Linked DNA regions of Mus musculus: regions 2, 3 and 4 are each linked to region 1. Evidence: chromatin contacts called from public ChIA-PET and promoter capture Hi-C data. All regions are on one chromosome and are shown on one strand. The core of a region is the stretch at or near the end of the contact, and the rest is flanking DNA. Distances in the headings are between cores, read along the strand shown.

Evidence for each region. ChIA-PET counts read pairs in DNA pulled down with a chosen protein or histone mark. Capture Hi-C pulls out chosen DNA fragments and counts their contacts.
Region 2: a contact with region 1 is called in a promoter capture Hi-C map of liver. The contact joins the promoter of Sypl2 here to the promoter of Ampd2 in region 1. A contact is called at or near these places in 5 of 39 promoter capture datasets (embryonic stem cells, erythroid cells, hematopoietic stem and progenitor cells and 2 more), 1 of 15 datasets of contacts at CTCF or cohesin (the NIH/3T3 cell line), 5 of 484 Hi-C or Micro-C datasets (embryonic stem cells, muscle stem cells and olfactory sensory neurons), 3 of 115 datasets of contacts at active chromatin or transcription factors (embryonic stem cells, extraembryonic endoderm stem cells and microglia) and 3 of 9 other capture datasets (adipose tissue, liver and pancreatic islet).
Region 3: a promoter capture Hi-C map of adipose tissue shows a contact between it and region 1. The contact joins the promoter of Gstm5 here to the promoter of Ampd2 in region 1. A contact is called at or near these places in 15 of 39 promoter capture datasets (3T3-L1-derived adipocytes, the C10 cell line, the HPC-7 cell line and 11 more), 10 of 115 datasets of contacts at active chromatin or transcription factors (VIP interneurons, bone marrow-derived macrophages, embryonic forebrain and 6 more) and 4 of 9 other capture datasets (adipose tissue, liver, macrophages and 1 more).
Region 4: an RNA polymerase II ChIA-PET map of memory CD8 T cells shows a contact between it and region 1, with 17 read pairs. The contact joins the enhancer-like site here to the promoter of Ampd2 in region 1. A contact is called at or near these places in 1 of 39 promoter capture datasets (embryonic stem cells), 2 of 15 datasets of contacts at CTCF or cohesin (the NIH/3T3 cell line and embryonic stem cells), 1 of 484 Hi-C or Micro-C datasets (B cells), 12 of 115 datasets of contacts at active chromatin or transcription factors (the 230-238 cell line, SST interneurons, embryonic forebrain and 8 more) and 2 of 9 other capture datasets (adipose tissue and liver).

The regions. Positions count from the first base shown.
Region 1 is chr3:108,084,960-108,088,257 of GRCm38.p6, reverse strand. It overlaps Ampd2 (adenosine monophosphate deaminase 2), which reads left to right and starts at 1,592. Exons shown (of 18, transcript NM_028779.5): 1 at 1,592-2,040. The coding sequence starts at 2,031. Gm12500 (predicted gene 12500) reads right to left here and starts at 2,282. Exons shown (of 1, transcript NM_001358018.1): 1 at 247-2,282. The coding sequence starts at 2,032. The coding sequence ends at 1,415. It also overlaps a transcript of Gnat2 not described here.
Region 2 is chr3:108,225,148-108,228,340 of GRCm38.p6, reverse strand. Sypl2 (synaptophysin-like 2) reads left to right here and starts at 1,742. Exons shown (of 6, transcript NM_008596.1): 1 at 1,742-1,977; 2 at 2,144-2,218. The coding sequence starts at 1,924.
Region 3 is chr3:107,893,822-107,897,451 of GRCm38.p6, reverse strand. It overlaps Gstm5 (glutathione S-transferase, mu 5), which reads right to left and starts at 1,598. Exons shown (of 8, transcript NM_010360.2): 1 at 1,454-1,598; 2 at 1,079-1,154; 3 at 762-826; 4 at 83-164. The coding sequence starts at 1,498. 4933431E20Rik (RIKEN cDNA 4933431E20 gene) reads left to right here and starts at 1,239. Exons shown (of 3, transcript NR_015459.1): 1 at 1,239-1,809; 2 at 3,224-3,401.
Region 4 is chr3:107,851,841-107,855,473 of GRCm38.p6, reverse strand. No RefSeq gene overlaps it. Among named protein-coding and RNA genes, the nearest start is that of Eps8l3, 24 kb to the left of the region's middle. Within about 2 kb of position 2,068, at least 68 of the 459 cell types and tissues checked have an H3K27ac peak or open chromatin away from gene starts, as enhancers often do. A contact at or near this core is called in memory CD8 T cells, where this site is marked.

The sequences.
Region 1 (3,298 bases), core at 343-2,842:
AGAAAATCCCTATGAGGTTTTCTGGGCCCTCCTACCTTCCTGAGCTAATTCAGAAAGATAGAACTTTTTTTTTTTCTTTCTCTTTCTTCCAACGTGTGTTTCCCTTCCCTTCTCTTCTTCCAGGAAGCTGAGAGTTACAACTTGTACACCCTGGGGCTTTTCCTTTAAACTCTAATAAAATTATTTTTGAGTTAAAAAAAAAAAAAGACTTGTTAGAAGTGGATTACTGAGTCAAAACAGTGCAACTTATAGCGATACTTGATTTTATTTTGCCAAACGGTTCTTAGATTATATTAGTATTTACAGCCACATAATGCGTGCCCCAGCTCAGTACACCATCACCTGTATCCGATGCTTTTAGTGGTTCCTGTTTTGATATTTAAACGTAACGGTGTAAGAATAAGGTTCTCCTTGTTCTATTTTAGTCTGATTCTCTGTGAGCTGGATTCCCATAACCCACTGGTCTCCCAAGTTTATGGAGGCCACCTGTAGGGTTTTTTAAAAATTTGTATTTTCATCGTTTTTCTGCAATTCTGGGGTTTGCTTTCGCATGTAAGGCAGAGGGATACTGCCCCTGAGCTGACACCCCCAGCCTAAGGCAATAGTTTTTAAAGTTTGTTTTAGTATAGCGGATAGGAGACTCCCTAGAGGCCACATCAGATGCAGATAGAGATGGGGGATCAGGACTCAGAGTTCCAGTTGGGGAGAGGAGGGACTGAAAGCAGCTGGAGAGACTTCAGAGCAGCTGGGTGAGGGGGCAAAGACTCCCCCAGGGGAGAGGCGAGGGAAGGGACCAACTGCTGCTGATAAAGGGGAGGACTTTCCTTTTCAGGGTTCCTGTAGGTACAGGCTGCCCCTGGGAGGCAGGAATCCTTGTTTGAGAGGGTGTCTGTGGCCCTATTCAAACAGCCCAATTTCTCATAACCCACAAGGAGAAATCAGTGAGCTGGCCATAGTGATCCCAGGCCAAAGAAATCTTCCAGGAACACTGATTGGGAAGTAACTTACAGGCCAGGCACAAGTCTAAGCACTTATAATTATCTCCTTTATCTTCATCAGAGCGGGTGTAAGAGCCAAAGTTAACCAGTAAAACCCAGAGAGAAGTTCACCATCAGTCAGAAAGTAGGTGGAGATGTCTGAATTTGAACCTAGGCATTCTGGCTAGTCTAACGTCAACATAGAAATTAATGTGGGATGGTGAACCGGCTTTGAAGGGCACATCCTGCCTACCAATGACTGATAGAAGGAAATAGATTCAGGTGGGAATGCGGAGAATTCAAGGGCAGGGCTTCTGCTTGAAATGGATTCTGGGACCCTAATAATAGCTACCTGACTTTGTGCCAGACATTGTGCAAAGGGGATTTACCTTCAGTCCTCAGTAACTCCTTTCTTTGGATGGGGTGTTTCCATTGCCTCATCCCATCTTACTGATGAGGAAACTGACGCACAGAAATCGCCCAAGACCAAAGGGCCAAGCCAAGGCCAACCCTGGTCCGGAGGCTGCCCACGTGGCGTAAGGGAACTGGGAAAATGGTTGGGGCGTGGCCAGGAGGCCAAGAGGCGTGGCCGAACGGGGCGTGGCCGCGGACTTGGCGGGGCCTGGGGTACGCGAGATTGGCGCGCAGCCCGGAAGGTTTCGGCGGGGTCGCACCTGTTGCGTGACTCCCCCGTAGCCCGGCCACAGGAGCCGGATCCCTAATTGATTCCCAGAAAGTGGTGAAAGAACCCTAGGCGAATTCCGGGTCCGGTTTTCTGGGGAGCACGTGGCCTGTTTCCTCTTGAGTGCAGGCTTGGGGTCGCGACTCCGGGGTCTCCTGAGGTCAGTCTGGCCGCTGAAGTCGGCGGGAGTCCGCCCCCCGGCCAGCTGGCCATTTTGAAAACCTTGCCTTCCTTCCCGCTTCTCAGTGCGGGTGCAGGGGCCAGTGGCGCGACTTCGCCCCGGTGGGGGCCCTCTCCCCTCTTCAGCCCGGCTCCCTCGCTGTGCAGACTTTCGTAGGCTGCCTTCCTGGTCCACGCGGGACTTGGGCAGCATGGCCTCAGGTAAGTGTGTGGCGCGTGTGTGGTTGATAAAGGGACTCCAAGGCAGAGGTGCCTGGGTCGGGTGATAAGTGGGTGGGGGGTCTTGGCAATGCCTGCAAGACCTAGGGGACGTGAACGGCTCCTAGAAGGGTCCAAGGAAGCAGATCTTGAGTGTACAGGCAGAGCGACAGGTCAGAGTAGGCTGGGGTCTTTCCCATCGACCTCAGACAAGACCCAGCCTCCTACTCTTCCTGTCTTCCTAGGAGACAGCTTCTGCCGGTCAGTGGAATTTTCCCAAGACAGGCCCCTCCCTCCTGGGCTCGAATTCTCAGTTCTGCCTCCTCCCGGAGCTGGGCTGTCCCTAGAGCAGGGGTCAGATGGAGAAGAAAAGAGGGGGGCTCTGCCCCAGAGGCTCTGGGTTTTCATGAGTACCGTTGTTCCTTCCCTGGAGGAAATGGGTTTTGAGGTTGGAGCTCAGGCGGTATTCTTGCCTATTATTTTTCTCTCTGGCTGGCTGGACCAGCCTAGCCTGGACTTTGGCTTCTTTGCCTTGGAGCCTTGGCAAGGGATGAGGGTTCCCGAGGTGGGGTGAGGGTAGTAAAGAGCTTAGAGCTGGTGCTGCTCCATCTGTTTTCTCTGCATCCCGACCCCGGCCCTAGCCACCATCAGACAGGGCACTCTAAAGACTGGAGTGGGAAGAGAGGGATAAGGGGCAGGATGGAGGCCCCACTCCCCGAGGTTGCCTAGACAACATCAGAAATCGTGGCCAGAGCCTCTTCCGCCTGCGGGGCGCTGCTTCCTGCATCAGTCACTCCCGCTGGGGGCGGGGCGGAGGAAGGGGTTGGATGTGGGAGAGCTTGGCCCCAGCCGGTGAGGTTCCTCCGCTGTCGCCTTGGCCCCAGCCATGGCATCCTATCCTGGCCCAGGCAAGTCCAAGGCCAAATATCCCTTTAAGAAGCGGGCCGGCCTGCAAGCTTCCGCTGCCGCTCCAGGTGAGAGTTCTTGGTTTCAGGCATGGGTTCCCCTCCTCTTGTCCAGGCCACTGAGTGCCTCCGATAAGGTCCCCTTCTGCAGCACCCTCTCTGCAATGATGCCTCTCGACCTCGGTTCCCCGGTTCCCCGGCTGACTGGCTGACTTGATGGCGCAGGGAGGGAGGTGGGAGGGGGTGCCTGAGGTTTCCATGTCAGGGGTGCTGCCCTCCGTAACAAGGAGTGGGTGTGGATGTGGGTGCCCACGAGATGTATATGCACACGTGTCAGCTTGTGCAGATGCTAAGAC
Region 2 (3,193 bases), core at 493-2,992, 140 kb before region 1:
AGAATAAAGTTTAAAACAATTTGAAAAAATTATGGTGTAATGTCTATGTACTTCTCCTAGGTACAGTATAATGGGGGGGGGGCTGGTACAGAAGACAGATGAGCAATGAACTTGAGGCAAACAAGGCTGGTCAGTAGATGTTGGTAATATGTATTATTTATTGTTATCTTATTATTATTAATATTATTTGGTTTTTCAAGATAGGATTTCTCTGTGTCTGTCTGTCCTGATCTGGAACTCACCAGGCTGGCCTCAAACTCAGAGATCAGCCTATCTCTGCCTCCCAAGTGCTGGAATTAAAGGTGTGTCCCACCACCGACTAGCAGTAATATATATTATTTCATATCTGTGTGGCTTGGGTGTATACACCTCAGTACAGAAATGACTGTAGAACAGGAATCTAAGACAGCAGAATAACTTTTAAAAGATGTATTGATCCTTACTTTATGTATGTGAGTGTTTGCCTGAGGCGTGTATGTGCATCTGATGTGTAAGCCTGGTGTCCAGGGGCCAAATGGGGCCATGAATAGCCTAGAAGTGGAATTGCAGATGTGTGTGAGGTGCCATGTGAGTTCCAGGAGCCAAACCATGGTTTTCTGAGAAAGCAATGTTCCTAACTGCTGAACCATTTCTCCTGTCCCCATGATTTATTACGGGCATATCTGTGGACTCAGCAATTCCTTATTTAGCCCAAATTTGCATGTAATTCCATGGCAGAAGTTTCCTTCAACTCCAGCCTTAGCTGGTTGCCTCCCCACACACTCATGGCCAGGTTTGGGAAGACATTTATCCAATGGCTGGATTGTATAAATAACAGCAGAACATTTAATCAAAAAGCATTGGTTTTGAAATGCTGGAAGCATAGTGGCAGATCATCAAAGAAATGACTTTGATGGACGAGAGTTAAGAGCAAAGAAGGAAGGCTGGTTTCCTCCTGGGCCCGCCCATTGGCTCATTCAGCTTCTTTGGGTAAATGAAGTCATCTTTAACTACCTAGATTTCCACTCCTTGTAAACCTAATGTGTAATACTAGCAACTGCTCACTTCCGGCTACCGCAGAACACTTTTCGAAAATTAGGCCCATTCAAAGTCAATCAAACTGCAACTCTGCCTAGTTTTCAATACAAACGCTAATCTCCACTCCCACGGCTCCTCCGAGACTTCATTCTCATTTAAATAGTGTTGGCGGTTAAAAGGAGATCGAATTCTTACTTTTTAAAGTTTGATAACTTTAAAACTCATTAACATCCAAACGCTGTTTGTTGTTAAAAAGTAAGACCGTGTCTGATGCGAAGTAAAAGTTCAGTTCTTTGTTCTGGCTGGTGGAGCGCCGTTGTTACAGCAGCAGAAGCACTAAGAATGCCTTAGGTAAATCTTGTGTGCTCTAGTCACTACGGTATTTGTAGAAGAAAACCCTTCCACAGAACCCAGGAAAATCGGGAAAGCTGCACTAGAGCCCACGCATCCCGTGTAGGTTCCTGACCTTGGCCGTGGCGTTGAAGCAGCTGGGCTGTTCTAGTGGGGACCCATCCTGGAAGCTTCTGGCAAAAACCCCGGAGCCTTCTGGCAGCCCGACGGCTAGCAGGCTCCACAGGTCCCTTTAAGGCGCCCTACGCGCGGAAAAAGGGGAGAGCAAGGGGCGGGAGCAGGGTTCGCGATCGCACGCCACGTGACTCGGCTGCCAAGTCCGCCAGATTGTTTGACAGAAGTTTGAATCGGACTCGGGGGTTTTCTGCAGCCGGCGGGGCAGCGCGGCGGACAGAGCCTCCGAGAGCGCGAGCAGCAGCGCCCCCACGACCCAGCCCGCCAGCCTGGAGCCCGGCCTGCCCACGGCCTCGAGCCCGCCGCCCCCAGCGCCCCCGCGCCCCACGCAGCCTCCCGGCCAGGGAGTCGAACCCTTGCACTGCGCCCCGACGCGCCAGCATGTCCTCGACGGAGAGCCCCGGCCGCACCTCGGACAAGTCTCCGCGCCAGCAGGTAAGCCCCGAGTACCCGGCCTGTGGACTCTCGCTAGTCCCTGTCTACCTAGATGTCCCGAATGTGTCTGATTCCGTCTCTCCCGCCCCCGCAATGTGAATAGAAAGCCCCACGCTTTCCCTCCGGGCCGGCCCGCCTTGACCGTCTGCTGGCTTTGTCTCCGCAGGTGGACCGCCTGCTCCTGGGGCTGCGCTGGCAGCGCCTGGAGGAGCCGCTGGGCTTCATCAAAGTTCTCCAGTGGGTGAGTCGGCCCTAACCCCGGGCTATTTCGGGAGCCTGGATTGTGACGCGGACCCGAAGCAATGTGGCCCCGGAGGAGGCTGGGGAGATGCAGCGGGCCCAGCCACCGCGGAAGGGTGGGGGGTGGCGACAGGTGGGCGGGGGAGGGGAGAACCAGGGTTGCTGCTCCAGCGCTCGGTGGAAGGAGGGAGAGGAGCCCGGCATGCGGAGTCCCGGATTCGGACCTTCTATGTGCAAGGCGCCTTTGCCCAGGGCGCTCACATTTCACTCGGACGAGAAGACCCGGGTGTAACCTTTCCAGAACTCTGATCCTGCACATACCACTCTTCAGTGGCGGGAGGGGTGAGGAGGACAAGGAGGGTAAGGTCCACTTTGCAGTGAGAACAACGCTACTACTAAAGGCACCAGGAAAGGAAATGGGTTACAGAAACCATCCTGCCTGGAACCTTCTAGGACCTGGATGATCCCTGGGGTGGACTCAGGAGACAGACTACCAGCTGAAGTCACTGGAGCAATTTGGGAAACTGTAACCGAGTAAAGAAATGGATGGATGAATGAACAGTTTCCCAATCCAATGATTACATAAAAAAACCAATTAAGACAGAAGAAAATGTGACAGCTGGCATAACAGAACATTGAGCCGGGAAGGAGGGATGGTAGGTTGCAGGCCTAGAGCTACCTGTCTCAGCTCTATGACCTTGGACAAGTCACTTCTCTGGACACTAGTTTCCAACATTAGTCAAACATGGATCAAATGCCTGTCAGCATTCTAGAGTATAGCTCAATATTAGATTTACCCTGTGACCTTGAAACATTCACCGGCCCATGGCCTCAGTTTCCCCTTCTCTGGTCTAGTGGGAATACTGGCTTGTTTCACTGGTCCTTGAGATGCAGCCAGCATTTCAAATCATAAAGATTTGGGGAACATTTTGTGCATTCTTGCAGAAAAGATTTTGTTAGACAAGCCATATACCAG
Region 3 (3,630 bases), core at 349-2,848, 190 kb after region 1:
ATGGCAACAAATCACCCTCAGGATTGCCAACCTCCAGGTGAGCCAACTGCCTCCTCCCTCCTATCCCCTTCAGCCCACTCACACATGTTGTGCTTGCGTGCGATGTATCTCAGGATGGCGTTACTCTGGGTGATCTTGTTCTTCCCGTCCATGAGGTAGGGCAGCTAGAAGGGGAAAGTTAATGTGAACCTAGTCCTCCAGGACCGCCACTCCTCTGGAAAAGAGAAGACTTGCAAGGTGTGTGAGAGTAGAAGCCAGGAGAAATAACTAAATAAATAGAAAGTAGCACTGGGTCCTCACCTGACTCTAGACAAGGGTGCTTAATCCTGTGTGTCACTGTGAATGTATGTGTGGCATATAGACGTTTAAAAAGCAAAATGTAAATATTTTATACCTTAAAGTATGTAAAAGTAGGGTGATTATGGATACATTTAAAAAAAAAATAGGTGTTTTAACAACCAGGACACATGAGGATACATTTAGGATACCATGAAAATACCTGGAATCTATCAGTGATAAAGTCACAGACCTGGCTATCAACTCATGTCTCTTATAGCCTGCCTTTAAGAGGAGAATATTAGTGTTTCTCAGACGTTAGTAGGAAATAAAATGTTATTCTCAGTTCTGTTCAATGACCCTTGAATTCTATCCATTCTATAAACGTGAAGAGTCTCTATCTAGATGCTCCCAAGCCAGAGATGAAGTGAAAACAGATACACTTGAAGGCCTTCCCTTCTGCCCACTCCTCCAAAACCACCTACGTTAGGAAAGTCCAGATCTAGCTTGAATTTCACGTCCAGCCATTGGCTTCTATCATAGTCAGGAGCTGTAAGAGAGAAGTGGGACCCAAGCCCGTTACCGACCTAGCTGAGACTTAGACCTGTTATCTCAAGTTCCCAATCCCCAAAAACTAACCCTTGAGTTTCTGCAAAGATGGGCCTGAACAGCAAGAGATAACTCTATGGGCCTCTCTTGGCAAAGTTCCCAGCTTACAGGAGCAGGGGGTCCCACACCATCTTGGTGTGGTACAACCCTCTGGGTAAAAAACAACTGTAGCGCACCCACAGACATTCATTACCTTCCCCACAGATGTACCGTTTCTCCTCATAGCTGGTATCAGTAAACTCCAGAAGCATGCGGATAGCATGAGCCAGCTAAAAGCAGGGGATGGAGAAAGACCCCGGTCAGCGCGCCTGCGCAGTGCCCACTTGCTCGCAGGCCCCCTCCGTCAATGTCCCCAACCCAACGCTGCCAAGCTCCTGCGTCCTGTCCAGGGAAATTGTCCTTAGGCAGCCCCTTCGCTCACGCCCGGGAACTTCCAGTACCTTATTCCTCTACCCACAGTCCTGGGGACCCCATAGGTAGGCTGGAGATCGGCCCACCGGCCCCTGACCCCCGCCCGGCCGCCTGCACCTCTCTGTCCCAGAGGCTGGGCTGGCGAGGGACCACTCACCCCGCGGATATCCCAGTAACCCAGAACCATAGACTTGGATGACATTTTGGGCGATCTTAGCCCCTTCGGGGATACAGCGATGGACTGTGGGCGGCTAACTTTATACTGGACGCTGTGGGCCGGGCTGACGCGACCGAACTGTCTCCTCCTCTCTCGCTCTATGCTCCACCCGCCCTCCGCGTGGTCAGTGGGCGGTGCGCAGGCGCAGCTGCTGCGGCTCCTGAAATCCTCCGGTGTGAACTTCTCCCAGGGCTGTTGATGCTTCATCTACTCTTCTGGCAGTGGGGGCCTGGACCTTAGTTACCCGGGAAGCGTGAGTCATGTTGCACAGTTGAGCTGGCACATAAAACTACGAGGTAGGAAACGATTCAGGTATAAGGTACTTTGGGGATAGAAACATTTTCTATGTAAGATACAAATGGCTCTGTGAAGACTGAGGGAGGCTGGGGACACTAAACAGGTCCACTGTGAAAAAGGATAGGTCATGCACATTGGAAATGCCTCAAAGGACACTCCAGGAAAGAGGAGGGTAGAGCAAACACCGAAAGGTGACAAATAGCTATGCAAGATAAACAGCAGGTGCTGTCGAGTTAGGCTGGTTTATGGGAGGAGTCAAAACATTAAGCATTTGGGGCAGGTTGCAAAGGGTATGGACAGCCAGACAGACAGAGGGTGTGAGTGTTTTCTCTCTGCTCTGTGGGGAGTGTATAGGATCTAGATCATAATGTTCACTAGCAGTATAATGCAAGACAGACATATGATTGTTTTTAAATGGTTTGCTTCTAGTTTTTTTTTTTTTAAGGAGGCAATGAATCCATAGTATACTTACGTAGCCCAATATATACTGTTTCAGAATGTAGTATGAAAATTATTGAGATGTCTTCTATTTTTTTGTTTTAGTACCTTACATTTAAAACACAACTCCACTAAGGGTAACCTCATCTTTTAAAAAAGATTTATTTATTCATTTTATATATGTGAGTATACTGTCGCTCTCTCTCTTCAGTCACACCAGAAGAGGGCATTGGATCCCACTATAGACTGTTGTGAGCCACCTTGTGGTTGCTGGGAATTGAACTCAGGACCTCTGGAAGAGCAGTTGGTGCTCTTAACTGCTGAGTCATCTCTCCAGCCCCAGGTAACCTCATTCTGATGCTCAGGATCCACAAGTTAGTCGGAAAATGATAAGCATATTGTGGAGTAAAACAGCACAAAAGGGGAAAGGCCCCTTGCGGGTGGGACCATCCCTGGGCTGGGTGTCTTGGGTTCTATAAGAGGGCAGGCTGAGCAAGCCAGGGGAAGCAAGCCAGTAAGGAACAGCCCTTCATGGCCTCTTCATCAGCTCCTGCTTCCTGACCTGCTTGAGTTCCAGTCCTGACTTCTTTCAGTGATGAACAGCAATGTGGAAATGTAAGCTGAATAAACCCTTTCCTCCCCAACTGCTTCTTGGTCATGATGTTTGTGCAGGAATAGAAATCCTGACTAAGACACCAGGCCTCCCGGAGCCCCAAGTCTGGGTGTGGGAAATTATGTCTCCCCGTTAGTTTAACTGACTCAAACTTCAGACTTTGTAAAAGGACATTTTTCTAAAATAAAGAAGAAATGGTACAGAGACATGTGACTGTATAATGCCTGGGTTGATTCCTCCCAAGAAAACAAAAGCCAGCAACAAATTAACTTGAGCCACGAGTCTAAAACTTCTAGAGTAGTCTAAGTATTCTACTTGTTTCATGATATATCCCAATTCAGGCTAAATAACTTTGTGATTAGGTGTTCTGCCCAGTTTATAGAACAAGGAATTGAAGCTTGGAGAAGATTGATGGACCACTCAAGTTCCCTGGATGGTCCAGGATGCAGACTGAGGATGGCCTAAAACATTAGTTTTGCTGGCTCCCTGTGCTTGGCTAACTTTAGAGCCTCTTACCTTGCCACAGTCTTTTCTATGAAGGTAGGTGAACACTGGGGTAGAGCACATTTTTTTTCCTAATCCTATAGATTTCCCCTGGTTTTCAGCTTTAAGATGGGCCAAGGCCAATGGGATAGTGGCTCCTTCCATTCGAAGACCTTAACTTTTCTGAATTGGCTACCTTGCCCCTAACAACTCTGAAGGCCTTTCCCTCCCTCTCCCCCCACCCCCTTCCTTTGAGGTAAAAGTTTTGCTTTCATACTCAGTGTTA
Region 4 (3,633 bases), core at 819-3,318, 230 kb after region 1:
AGTCAGCAAAGCTGCTTCCGTCCTGCAGCGAGATGGTCACTGTGGCTGCCCACACCCTGACCCGGCAATTTCCTTGCCATGGTGAGAAGCCTCCTGCATTCCAACTGGGTCTTCAGCCTGGCTTGGGGAGGGAGAGATGCCAACTAGAGTCTTGGAGAGTCACAAGGCTGGCAGAGGCCTCTGTCATCTTACCTGCTTCTTCTTGTACCTACCTGTATGGTGAATGTACAGTGTAAAACCACTGGGGCTCCACTTGCTGAACTTTAGGCTGTACTGGCTGAACACTGAGTCTTCTCACCACACTCCTCACTTAAATAGCTCATGAGCCCAGCTGTTAGGACGATGTGCAGCCTAGGCTCGGGGAGAGTGCCTTGTCACGTGACTGCACCTAGTCCCATAACTGCTCAGTACAGACCCGGGAGCTGGTCATCTGCGGTGTCTGTTGCACCCATCTCTCTCAGATACTCATTGTTCCTGAGGGAATTCGGGCTTCCCATGCCCCGGGGACCCCTGGAAAACTGTGAACAGTGCACCGCTGTGGATGCAGAGTGTGGAACGGTCTTCGGGGTGGTGGGTGGAGGCTGGGTGGGACAGAGAGCTCTGCGCAGTGTGCTTGTTGTTGGTTGGCTTTGGCCCTACCCAGGGCTCTTCACTGAGGGAGTTATGCTCTGATTGCAGTCTCTGAATACACTGGGAAGCTAACGTCCACATGTCACCCCATCTTGAACCATGCTTACACAAGGCCCTGCCTTCACATCTCCAAGCCCCACCAGTACCTGGATGGTCCATCAACCTCCGGGCTTCATCCAGGGATCCCTCCTTGTACTTTAGCAGCTTCTGAGGCCACTTCCCTGACCACCATCTTTTGGGCCATCCATTTAAGACAGCAGCTTCTATCCTGGCTTCTTCTTGATTATCCTATTCCCAACTGCTTTGTCCAGGAGTCCAGAAATGCACTTCATGCTTCTAGAAGCATTCAGTGCTTCTAGAGCATAAAGACAAAAAGTAGCTCTCAAGTGCTGGGCTTCCCCCTTGCCTTCTCCCTGATATCCAGGTATTGGGGAGAAAATCACAACAGGATGTCCCACTGGAGCCCGTCTCTTCTCTGTTCTGAGTCTGGGCTGCTTTGCTGGCCCACGGGCAGGTGGACGGACATTGAGGCTGACCATCAAGAGATCTGGGAGTGGAAGATATGGCATCGCTGTAGGGATGATCGTGTTGTAGGGTGTAGAAAGGAGATGGAGCCCCACCTCAGCATGAGGGATAAAAAGGGACCAAAGCTCTAATGTGGTCTGCAGGGATAAAGCAGGAGCCCCAGCAAGCGCAGCACTGGAGGAATAGCCACAGATGGTCCTGGACCGTCTTGAGCAATAGCCCTGGGAGTAGCTGAGAAAATAGCCTCTGTCGTTGTCCTTGGCCGCCTCTGCAAGGTCCCCATGGCTATGTTATACACGGGTTGGTACAGGGCCCACTTCCTCTTCTGACCACGTGTGACTCCCTCAGTAAGGTCTTCATTCCAGTTCTTAAGCAGAGGTACCAAAGCTGGGCTCTCCACACAGACCTAGGGATTGTTGAACAGTCAAAGAGAGAAACAGCTTTGAGAAGACGGTGCGTTCTTCCAAGTACATGGATGCCTCTTGACTTACAACGGGTCTGGTTTCCAGTAAGTTTATCGTACATTGAGAGTGTCATTGAAGATGCAGTTCATATACCCAGCCTCCCCAAAACCATGGCTTAGCAACTCAGTACACTGTAGGGTCTCATTGTTGCTTGCCACCATCACATGGTTCACTAGGAGCTGTGGCTGCCTGTCACTTCCCAGCCTCACCAGAGAGGGCCAGATTACATATCCATAGTCACGGGAAAAGACCCACATTCAAAGTGTGTTTTCTGTTGTATTGTGTGCATTGCTTTCATAGCACTAAGCTAGACAGCCACTGTAAGTTTGGAACCGTCTGTAGTCGATTGGATAGTTTATAATTAAATTACGAGTCAAAAATATCCACTTCTGAGATGCCTGTTTCTTCTCACGGTTGCCAAGACAACTGGTCCTGTTTAGAGCATACTGTGTACCAGGTACTTCAAAAGTCTCTGTCACTCTTTAATGTTCAGGATGTGGGTGCTTTTTGGTCACCATTTTAAAGGTGACAAAACCGAAACAAAGAAAGCACCTTTCCCAAAGTCAGGCACAGAACCAGCAAAGCTGGAAAAGGAACCGCCAGCCACATCTCCCTACCCCAAAGGCCTTCAGCAACAGAGTCTGCACTTTTGCAGCATCCAGAGTACACACATGCAGAGCCCAGGACCCAGGCTTCCAAGGAGGAGTTCTCCAGGCCTCCATCAGGTACCCTTCTCATATCCCATAGCAGTGTGGACACCAGGGCAGCAAAGGGGCGGGGCAACCACAGCCCACGAACCCTAGGGGCTCGTGAGTTTCCACTGCCCACCAGCAGGTTTCACAAGCCTTCTGACGTTGACAGGGTGTCCTAAATGGGGAGAGCAGGAAGCTCAGAGCCCTGTGGTCTGCCGGCATTGCTCAGAGTTTCCTGGGCTGAGTCTTTCCGTGGGGCCTCCACGGGGCTCTGCCAGTACCCCCATCCTGAGGCTTTGTGGGTCTCATCTGGCTCTGAGAGATATATTCCCCTGTCTCCAAGTCAGAGGGCTCTGCATCTGGGTGCTAATCCTCAGAGGCCCCTGAATCTGCCAGTGGTCGTAAGGTGGCTGATAGTTTATAGGGACCAGTTCTACCAGGTGGAGCGGGGACTTTCAGTCAATAGACCTGAGTCCTTCAGATTCAATGCTACTGGCATTGTAGTCACAGGCAGGGGTCTTATCGCCCAAACTCCTGCCTTCATCCACTTTCCAAGAGGTGCAGAACACTCAGCAACAGAAAAGTGCCTCAAGGACTGGTAGGTCTGGCAGAACCCTGGCCTGCCCCACAACCTGCCTGTCTTCCTTCTGAAAACTTCTCAGAGGCTGGGTTTCTAGGTCTCTGCAGAAGAGAGGAAAGACATGCTAGGGGAAGATAGTACCAGAGGCAAGCCGGGGGTGGGGGTGGGGGGGGAGAGGATAACGGGATCAATCTGGATCTGCACTGGGCTCTCATATTAATTCATTTCTAGGAGGGAGGGATCCTTACCCTATTTTATAGATGAGGTCCAGAGCACTAAACACATTGCTCAGTGTTACAGAGCTGGAAAATGGGAACATAGGCAATCTGGAATGAGGATAAATGGAGACAGGGGTGGTGACACTGGAAAGGATGGGAGAGTTACCAAAGGCTGGACACATCCATCCTGCTTACTGCTGCAGGGCAGTGTCCGGCGCAGGGCTTGGAATACAACGGAGACTCTACACACACGCTTCTGAGGTGTTGACCCATTGCTGATCTGGAGACACACTACACTTAGAAAGGGATGCTCGAGTTGTGGGACTGGAGGTCAGAGTGGGACCCCACACTGCTGTCCTCAGGCAGCCAGGCTCTTTTCCCAGTGAGACTGCCGACTCCACACAGACAAGACCCAGCGGAAAGTCAGGGCTGTGCTATTTGTTCATTTTTGTGTTTTTGGTTATGTGTGTGGTGTGTATGGTGTATTGTGTGTGTTCATGTGAAAGGGGTTGCACACACACATG